Regions from separate parts of the Mus musculus genome. Here region 2 is linked to region 1. Evidence: chromatin contacts called from public promoter capture Hi-C data. All regions are on one chromosome and are shown on one strand. Each heading gives the region's core, a stretch centred on a gene start, on an enhancer-like site or on the middle of the called end of the contact. The rest is flanking DNA. Distances are from core to core; before and after follow the strand shown. Region 1 has its middle 24 kb from the start of Gm33987. Region 2 holds the start of Fabp2 (fatty acid binding protein 2, intestinal).

What was found. Promoter capture Hi-C pulls out the DNA fragments that hold promoters and counts their contacts.
Region 2: a contact with region 1 is called in a promoter capture Hi-C map of liver, with 2.0 times the contacts expected there. The contact joins the promoter of Fabp2 here to the enhancer-like site in region 1. A contact is called at or near these places in 5 of 39 promoter capture datasets (embryonic stem cells, hippocampal neurons, liver and 1 more), 6 of 484 Hi-C or Micro-C datasets (cardiomyocytes, cerebellar granule neurons, cerebellum and 2 more) and 1 of 9 other capture datasets (embryonic stem cells).

What each region holds. Positions count from the first base shown.
Region 1 is chr3:121,872,995-121,877,259 of GRCm38.p6, reverse strand. No RefSeq gene overlaps it. Among named protein-coding and RNA genes, the nearest start is that of Gm33987, 24 kb to the right of the region's middle. Within about 2 kb of position 2,514, at least 36 of the 459 cell types and tissues checked have an H3K27ac peak or open chromatin away from gene starts, as enhancers often do. A contact at or near this core is called in liver, where this site is marked.
Region 2 is chr3:122,893,379-122,897,643 of GRCm38.p6, reverse strand. It overlaps Fabp2 (fatty acid binding protein 2, intestinal), which reads right to left and starts at 2,572. Exons shown (of 4, transcript NM_007980.3): 1 at 2,165-2,572; 2 at 735-907. The coding sequence starts at 2,231. The region is part of intron 3 of 4933405D12Rik (RIKEN cDNA 4933405D12 gene); the gene reads left to right.

The sequences.
Region 1 (4,265 bases), core at 1,265-3,764:
ATTATACTCTCATTAAAATATACCTGAGGGCTAGAGAGACAGCTCAGATGTTAAGAACACTGGCTGTTCTTAACAAAGGCACCAGGTTCAATTCTCAGAACCCATATGACAGCTCACAACTGTCTGTAATTCCAGTTCCAGAGGATCTGACACCCTTACACAGACATGCAGGCAGAACACCAATGCACATAAAATAAAATAAAATAAAATAAAATAAAATAAAATAAAATAAAATAAAATGTACTTGAGAGACAGAGGGACATTACTGACAAAACACATATTTAGCATATGGGCACCTTTGGGTTCAGTTCCCAGCAAAAAGAAAAGTAAAATTTGTATCGTTTGCTCAGTAATCTTGACAGTACTAAGCATTATAGATATTTTTTAAAGAATACTTAATTTATTTTTATTGTATGTACATTGGTCTTGTGATGCATATATGTCTGTATGAGGGCATTGGATATCCTGGAATGGGAGTTACCCACAATGTGAGATGCCATGTGTGTATTGGGGATTGAGGCCAGGGCCTTTGGAAGAGCATCCAGTGCTCTTAACCTTTGAGCCATCGCTCCAGTCCAGCATTATATATCTCCATTATTTCCCAACTTGGAAAAAAAAAGGGCAGACAACATGTCTTATTTACTCCATGCTGAGCATGGCCATCGGGCTTCCTGTACCTTTTTTCATTGGATCCTTGTGTCAGAACACAGTCCAAGAACGGAGTCATGAGAGAAGTCTGAGTGTTTGTGATAAAACTTCAAAAACTACAGAATTGTTCTTGGGCTCTGCTTTCATGGCCCTCCCAAGTGTAGCAGGTGGGACTGAGCTTACCTCTGACTACTCACTACAGTTAGCTATTGTTGTTTGTTTATATGTAAGGAAGGCCACAGTGTTTTGTTGTTGTTTTGTTTTGTTTGTTTTGTTTTACCGTGTACAGCTTGTCCTTGTGACTGCATACTTTACTCATGTGGCTCTTCCTCAGAGTATAAATTGTCTGATGCTCTAAATAAAGCTGGCTATTGCATGAGACTTTAATCTGCCTTATTTTTAGGCTCCACTTTTTCAAGTCCAACTACCAATTGTGTGGTAAACAATGCAGTATTATTATTATTATCCTATTTTACAGATGATGATGTGACCAGCCTTTTCCGAAATGAAGATGTTCTAGAGACTTGGATCCTGCTATCTGCTTGTCAGACCATTTAAACACTGGCTCCTGAGAAGTAGAAATTCCCTAGGACCTTCATGCTGAGAGAAGAAAAAGATCCCTGCCAGAGTGGGGCAACTTGTTTCCTAGGAAAGAGATTTACAACTTGTTAGACTACCTTATGGGGTGAGACTGAAGCCCAGACATTGGTGGGTCAGTGGTGCACGGGATCACACATTTACTTGGACTGCTTAGATGTGCATAGTTCAGCCCTCTATTAAATTCCAACCTCACTTCAGGACTTTAGGGGAAGGTGGTCATTGCATCTCTTTGTCCTTCTCCCCAATGTGACCACATTGAATAGTTCTTTTTCTTCTTTTATCTATTAACTCGGTTGTTTTAATTGGTTGTTCAAGGACAGGTGATCAAACTTGGCTTCTTGGGGTTCATTCACACTGTGACCTAAAGTTTGGTAACAATGGGAGCAAGACTTGACCCAGATCTCCAGATAATCATGTAATGGAACAGGTAGACTCAAGTCTCCTTTACCCAGGCAGGTCCTTAAATCCAGGACTCAATTTAGAATTTCAGCTTTAATGAACTCAAGAAATGGAGTCAGTCCTGGTGGCCATCAGACCTATTGGCATCCACTCCTCTGTGATTCACACATTCAGGTTCTTTTCCCTGGCGTTGGCATACATTCTGATTGTATTTCATAGGCACTCCTTTCTCCACCTAACTCTCGCCCTGCCAGTGTGATCTCTGTGTGCTTCAACAACCTGGCATTCATGTCCTTTGGCTCCAACTAGGGTTCAACCAGGGGAAAGTTTGGCAGAGATTAGAGAGGGAAGGAAAGTTCAAAGTATTTGTTGCCCCAAGTTACTCCCTGTGTAACTGACTGCCTATGACAGGTTTTCTTTAGAATGACGTCTATTGCTCTCCTGACCAAACCCGATCAGAGTCCCTGCAGCCTCTTCTCTAATTGTTGTTTTAGGGCTAGAAGTTGTAATCTGAGATACACATATCCCCAGATAATTGAATTATACCTTTCATTTTCCTTAAATCACACATGTTCAACCAACCCCTTTATACATAGACCCTCTTTAGTATATTCTACTTGGAGGTAAACTATCTTTTTTTTCGTTATCATTTATCATTATTATTTACTGGCTTACAAGTATTGCTTCCATATTGGAGTTGTATCCTTTTGTTAATCAGTTGTGGGGACATTTCCCCAGCTTAGTGAGCTTTATGTAATAGAGATTTGGCAGTGTGCCCTCTATGTGCTGACTCAAGACCACACTCTGGAAAATGTGGCCTTGATCTTTGACACACATATGGCAATTGCCTCTTCCATCCTGCTTGGGGTGGAGTGAGGTGTCTGGCTGTGATCCATTTGTGGTTCAAATACCAGCTCCTCCCCAGAGGTCATAGTTCTCTTTCAGGATATGGAAAGATTTTGTCTTGTGTTCCTGAGTGGTCTTTCAGGAGCTGTTTTTCAATATTAATTGTGTCTTCCTTGGCCTCTCATTCTTCTGTGGACCTCAGATAGTGTCATTGCTGCTATGTGCTAGAATTCTAGGCATCGTCCCTTCCTCTTAGAGGCACCTCTACTGGGAAGTGGAAATGACAATGTGGTGAAAACCACAGTTTATTTATCACACATAATGGTTTTGCTTCAAAATGCCGTGACTTTTCCAGAAGTGCACTGAGGACTTTATTTCATGGTAAAACCTCATAGAGATATTATTATTATTATTATTATTATTATTATTATTATTATTATTATTTAGTTGTATCTGTACAATAGGTATGTGCTTGATGCCCACAGAGGCCAGATGAGGGCATCAGTTTTTCTGAACTGGAATTACAGATGGTTGTTGGCTTTCATATGAGTGCTGGGAATTGAACTCTGGTCCTCTGGAAGAACAGCCAATGTTCTTAACTGCTGAGCCATCTCTCCAGCCTTACCCTTATAATTAATATTGTCCCTGTCCTTAGATCTTAGGAGTTTCTTCTAACCTTCTTATAACTTCTGTACTATGGATTAATCTTCTTGCCTGTCCACAAGGATCCGTCTCTCCCTAAATTGTTTTTTTTTAATCTTAAATACTAGAATATTGAACATTAAAGAGGGAGCCTACTTGTAGGAATAGTGTTCCTATTGCCTTATGTCTCTGAACTGCCTGATGGAGCGATCAGCACTGCAGGTTCAATGGAGGTAGTCAGGGTGGGCAGATGCCCAGCTTCCTTGGAGCTCTCTGACCTACTGCAGGTCAGTCTTCGTGCTCCATTGATCAAGAATATTCTTTTTTTTTCCCTTAACCTCCTGCTTTCAAACCTTGTCACCTCAGGCCTCAGAATGAGAAGTGTGTTCTAAATAGACACTTGTTTAACCATACTCTGCATAGTGGGTTTCACCCAATCAGGCTTAGAACTACAACATCTCCTTACTCTAATGGAGAATTGGGGAGGAAGCACTGGTTTTGTGCCTTTGGGAAAGGAAGGATGAAGGGGATCCAAAAGGACTGATACATTTTTACTTCCTACCCTGAACTTTCAGATTTTGAGTTGCAGATGTACAGCAGGCATAAGACAGGATGGGAGATGTTTGGACCTTGGAAGTGCACCATTAAAGGAATGTTAGAAAGAATGGCATACAACGTGAATTTCTCTTCCCCCTCCCCCTCCCCTGTTTTACTTCTCCTCCTCTCCCTCCTCCTCTCACTCTTCCTCTCCCTCCTCCTTCCATTCTTCCTTCCTCTTCTCCCCACAACTTCCAATGGAATCTTGCTATAAAGTCCAAACTGGCCTCATACTCATGAAGGTTATTGCCTCTTTTGAAATGAAGACATGTTTTTCTTCGGCCTGGAAATCTGTCATTTACAAACATAAGCATGGCATCTAGCTATTAAAGAGGGAAGGGGTCAAAAAAATATGAGTCTGTGACATACTGTTGAAGGGAGACAGCTGTGGTTATGGCATGCACATGTTTCTCTCGTATGTGTGTATGTATGTGCGCATGCATGCATGTCTGTCCGTCTGTCTGTCTGTGCTCTGTATATATTCAAAGATGCTGGTTCCATTTAGCTGGGTTAAAAGACTTACTGAGACATGA
Region 2 (4,265 bases), core at 1,323-3,822, 1.0 Mb before region 1:
AGAACTTTCCTTTTCCTTGAGACTACCCCTACACTCAGTCAATCTAAGAGCATTAGTCTAAGTCTCATTATTCAATATCGCTTTTACACAGATGTGTATCATAATGAAATATTATATTTAAACATTTTGACAATGTGAGAAATATAAGAGATAAACAAACTTCACTGGTCTCTTCAGTAAATGAAGAAGGTTTGCATTAGCTGCATCATTCAATAGAATAAACCACTTTGTATTGGTTGAAAAAAAGTCAAGAATGCACTGCTTATAAAAAATGTCTGAAAGAGTCAGATGCAGTTATTTGCACCCAACCAATGGACAGAAGCAGCTGACCCCTGTTGTTGAATTAGGGAAGGCTGAAAGAAGCTGAGGAGAAGGGTGATCCTGTAGGAGGACCAGCAGTCTCAATTAACCTGGACCCCTGAAATCTTTCAAACACTGGACCACCAGACAGCAAACACCAGCTAATAGGAGGCCCCCAACACACATACAGTAGAGGACTTCGGGGTCTGTGTTCATTCAGAGATGAGGCACCTAACCCTCAAGAGACTGGAGACCCCAGGGCTTTTAGAAGTCTGGTGGGGTGGGGGATGAGGGGGCATCCACATGGAGACAGGGTGGGGTGGGGAGGAGGTGTGGGATGTGGAACAGAGGGTGGGTGGGGAAGTGCAGGGAATGGAATATGGAATGTAAAAAATGAATTACAAATAAAATTAAATTTTAAAAGAATGTCTTACAGTGAGCTCCGTTCCGTCTGCTAGACTGTAGGGAAAGTTTACACCGAGCTCAAACACAACATCAATGTTTCTGAAGTTGCTTGATTCTTTGACTGTGAATTTATTTCCATCCTGTGTGATTGTCAGTTTCAGATTGTCATGAGCTCCAAGCTTCCTCTTCATCACATTAATGCCTGCAACGGAGAGAGGTTGGAAGGGGCATGAAATCAGAGTGTCACCGAAAGGGTTTCTCTTTCCAAGTTCTGTTTTGCCTTGCTCATCTTTATTTTGTGGGTGTGGAAGAAAGAGCAAATAGTGTCGTGATGCTCAACACCACCAAAAATGCTTCTAGAGAAAAAAGGGGAAGCTCTGGCAGACCCAGAGAAGGTTCAAGCTGCTTTTCCAAAGTAAGAAAATGTAAACGAAGCTACAAAGTATAGCACCTTAGCCCTGGATAACAAAAACAAGATCAACAAACCTTTTGCTTCAATGATCAGCCCAATTTCAGCAATGTCAAATGAAGAATTAAAAGGTATATTCATACATTAAAGAAACACAACCTCAGGTCTGGGTATTTATTAATTTCCAACACTAAAATTGCATTTATTTGTTTTGTTGTTGTTGTTTGAAACTGGCTCTTGATATGTAACCCAGGCAGGCCCCAAACTTGCTGCATAGCACAGGTTAGCCTATAGTCTTTTCACTCTCAAGACTGTTAAGATCTCCAGTGTACACCACCATGGTTTGCTTGCCTTATAATTATATTGACTCTTTGTGGCATTCCTCATTGGCCTAAGCCAGAAAAATTATTCGGAAATTATATGATTAATTCATTATAATATGAAATTTTATAAACTTCAATTCAGGATCCCTAAAGTAAAAGATAATTTATTCAGGCTTTATTTCAAGTAATGAAACATTTTTGCCTAGTTTGTAGTGTAAGCTACCATACTAGTAGACATTTATAGTAGAGTTAAATTACACCTCTGTGAAGAATGTACAGCATTTTATGGTTATTCCTAACGTTAGATAAGTTAGAGGAAAGAATTACATATAATTTATTTAAGCTGGGTTTTGAAAAAATTATTTTCTTACTTTATTAAAAGATCCTTGCTTTTTTAATCCCCTATAATCCCGTGGGTTTTTTTTTTAAACTCTGGAAATTATAACTCACTATAATATTCTTTTTTAAATGAACGCAAACATGTCAGTTTTTAATTACGCATGTGCAATTACCAGGCAAGGGAAGAAATCATAGGTGTCTCTTTCTTTGGTGTGTTTCAGAGAGCAGGGCTTGCCCGAGGGAGACAAGATATTCTTCCTAAAGCAGGAGGTGCAAGTATGGATTTCCTGGCTCTGAACAATCGGTCAGCTAGAGCTTTGCCACATCACAGGTCATTCAGTAACTACACAGACAGGAGAAAACAAACAGACAGGAAGCCAGTGCTTACCCATTTTCTCCATGAACTTTTCATAGTTCTCGTTCCGGTCTACTTTCCACGTGCCGTCGAATGCCATGATCTCAGCTGTGTGTGTCTCTAGGAAAGCAGAGGTCCAGTCCTGTCCACTAGAGAGAATTTATTCTATTTCTTATCTTCGAACCAATTCATACTGTGATGTGGAAGTTCGAAGTTCAGGAGATAACCTAACCGCCTCACATGCCAGGCCCCTTTGGTTTCTCTTCCCATGCTTTCTTTGAATCTACTGCTGGGATTCAACTGAATTAAAATCTGATAATCATTCCTACTCTGCCTTCAACTACAGCATGTGGGCATTTTTATTTCAAGAATTAGGGCCAGGTAATGATGGCTGACACTTTTAATCGCTGCTCTCCGGAGGCAGAGGCAGCCAGTTCTAAGGTTGGTCTAAAAGGGAGTTCCACTCCAGCCAAAAAGCAAACAACAAAAATGAATTAGGCAATAAACCAATCCAAACAAACAAACAACAACAACAAGAAACTCTCAAGGTAGTTTTCTATTTACAAGTTCAAAGTGCACACTATGTAGCAGGTAATATAATTTGTAACATATATCAAACTTCGGAGACATGAGACTTATACCCCAAGCCTTTCACAGGAGCCTTACAAAACTAAACACAAATGCAACTTCAAAGTTAAAGTTTGAGTGATTGTTGGAGCTAAAAATGTATTTTTATTTTAATTAGGAATAATCTTTTCCCTAAGATTAGTTTATTGAAATAAAATTAATCTTAAATTTAATATATTAGCTATTTGCCCAAACATCACTGTCATCATATTCTGAAACAGTGTTATTATTCCTAAAAGAAACTGCATACATTTCTAGCAGTGGGTGTTCATTTTCTATTTTAGACCATTAGGTTCTCAGCTGCTTTCTACCTCTATAGACATTTCATACAAATATAATTGCATAGTAGGTGGTCTTTTTATGTTTGAATCTTTTCACTGAATGTGTTCTCAATGTTTACATATCAGCCAGCTCTTTATTTTTTAATGTTTTATTCTTGATTAATGTGAGTAAATTATGTAAATTAAGGAATTCCGCATGACATTTCAATACAGGCATAATCAAATCCAGTTTCCCTCCCTCCCTCCTCTCATGCCAACCTCGAGCAACACACTCCAAACAATGTTTGTTAGTTGAAGTTATGTTTTCTAATATACCCTTTTGCATTGTATTTGGGGTTATCAGAGGTTTGTAGAAATATCCCTGGTTCCTGGCATACTTGTCTGATGCCCTGGGAATCATGAGGTTTTTTGTTTGTTTGGTTTTGTCTTGAAGGGTTATAGATCACTAAGCAAAACCTCAAGAGGTAGAAATGTGGGTGTATAGTGAGAATTCTGGAGTTTTGGTTTCTTTTAAAAACACAGGAACACTATGGGGATGTGTTTTTATTTTGATCCCTGGTGTGGTGTATAGGGCTGCTTCGGACTGTCAGAATCAGCTGTCCATGATTTGCTTCGTGCTCTAGCAGGGGTGTGATTTTGCCAGCTGCAGATGGTTGGTTGTTTTTGGTTGCGTTTGGTAAGTAGTCATGTGAAGGAAGAAACAAGAAGAGAAGGAGAGAAAGGAGAGAAGGAAGAGGAAGAGGAGGAGGAAGAGGAAGGAGGAGGAAGAGGAGAAAGAGGAAGGAAGAGGAAGGAGGAGGAGGAGGAGGAAGAAGAAGAAGAAGAAGAAGAAGAAGAAGAAGAAGAAGAAGAAGAAGAAGAAGAAGAAGAAGAAGAAGAAGAAGAAGAAGAAAAGAAGAAGAAAGAAATAAAATTCCTGACTGAGAAGATCAAACTTGCCCCCAAAAATGTGATGCCCCTAGTCATCAGAGTAGTCTAACTATAACATTAGCCAAGGATCTCTTTCCTCCCCTTTCCCCTCTATTCTTTTCTCTCTCCTATCTAGTGTTAGGGGATTGAAAGAGTAAAAGAAAGAAGGACCCACAAAGTAACCAGAGAGTGGCTACATAGCTGTCTCACACAAAACTCTTAGGACCAGTGTGAAAAGAGAACAAAAGCCAAATGTTAAGTATGGTATTTAATTTTTTTCCCTCATTTTCTGTTATTTCCAAACTAGATAGACTGAG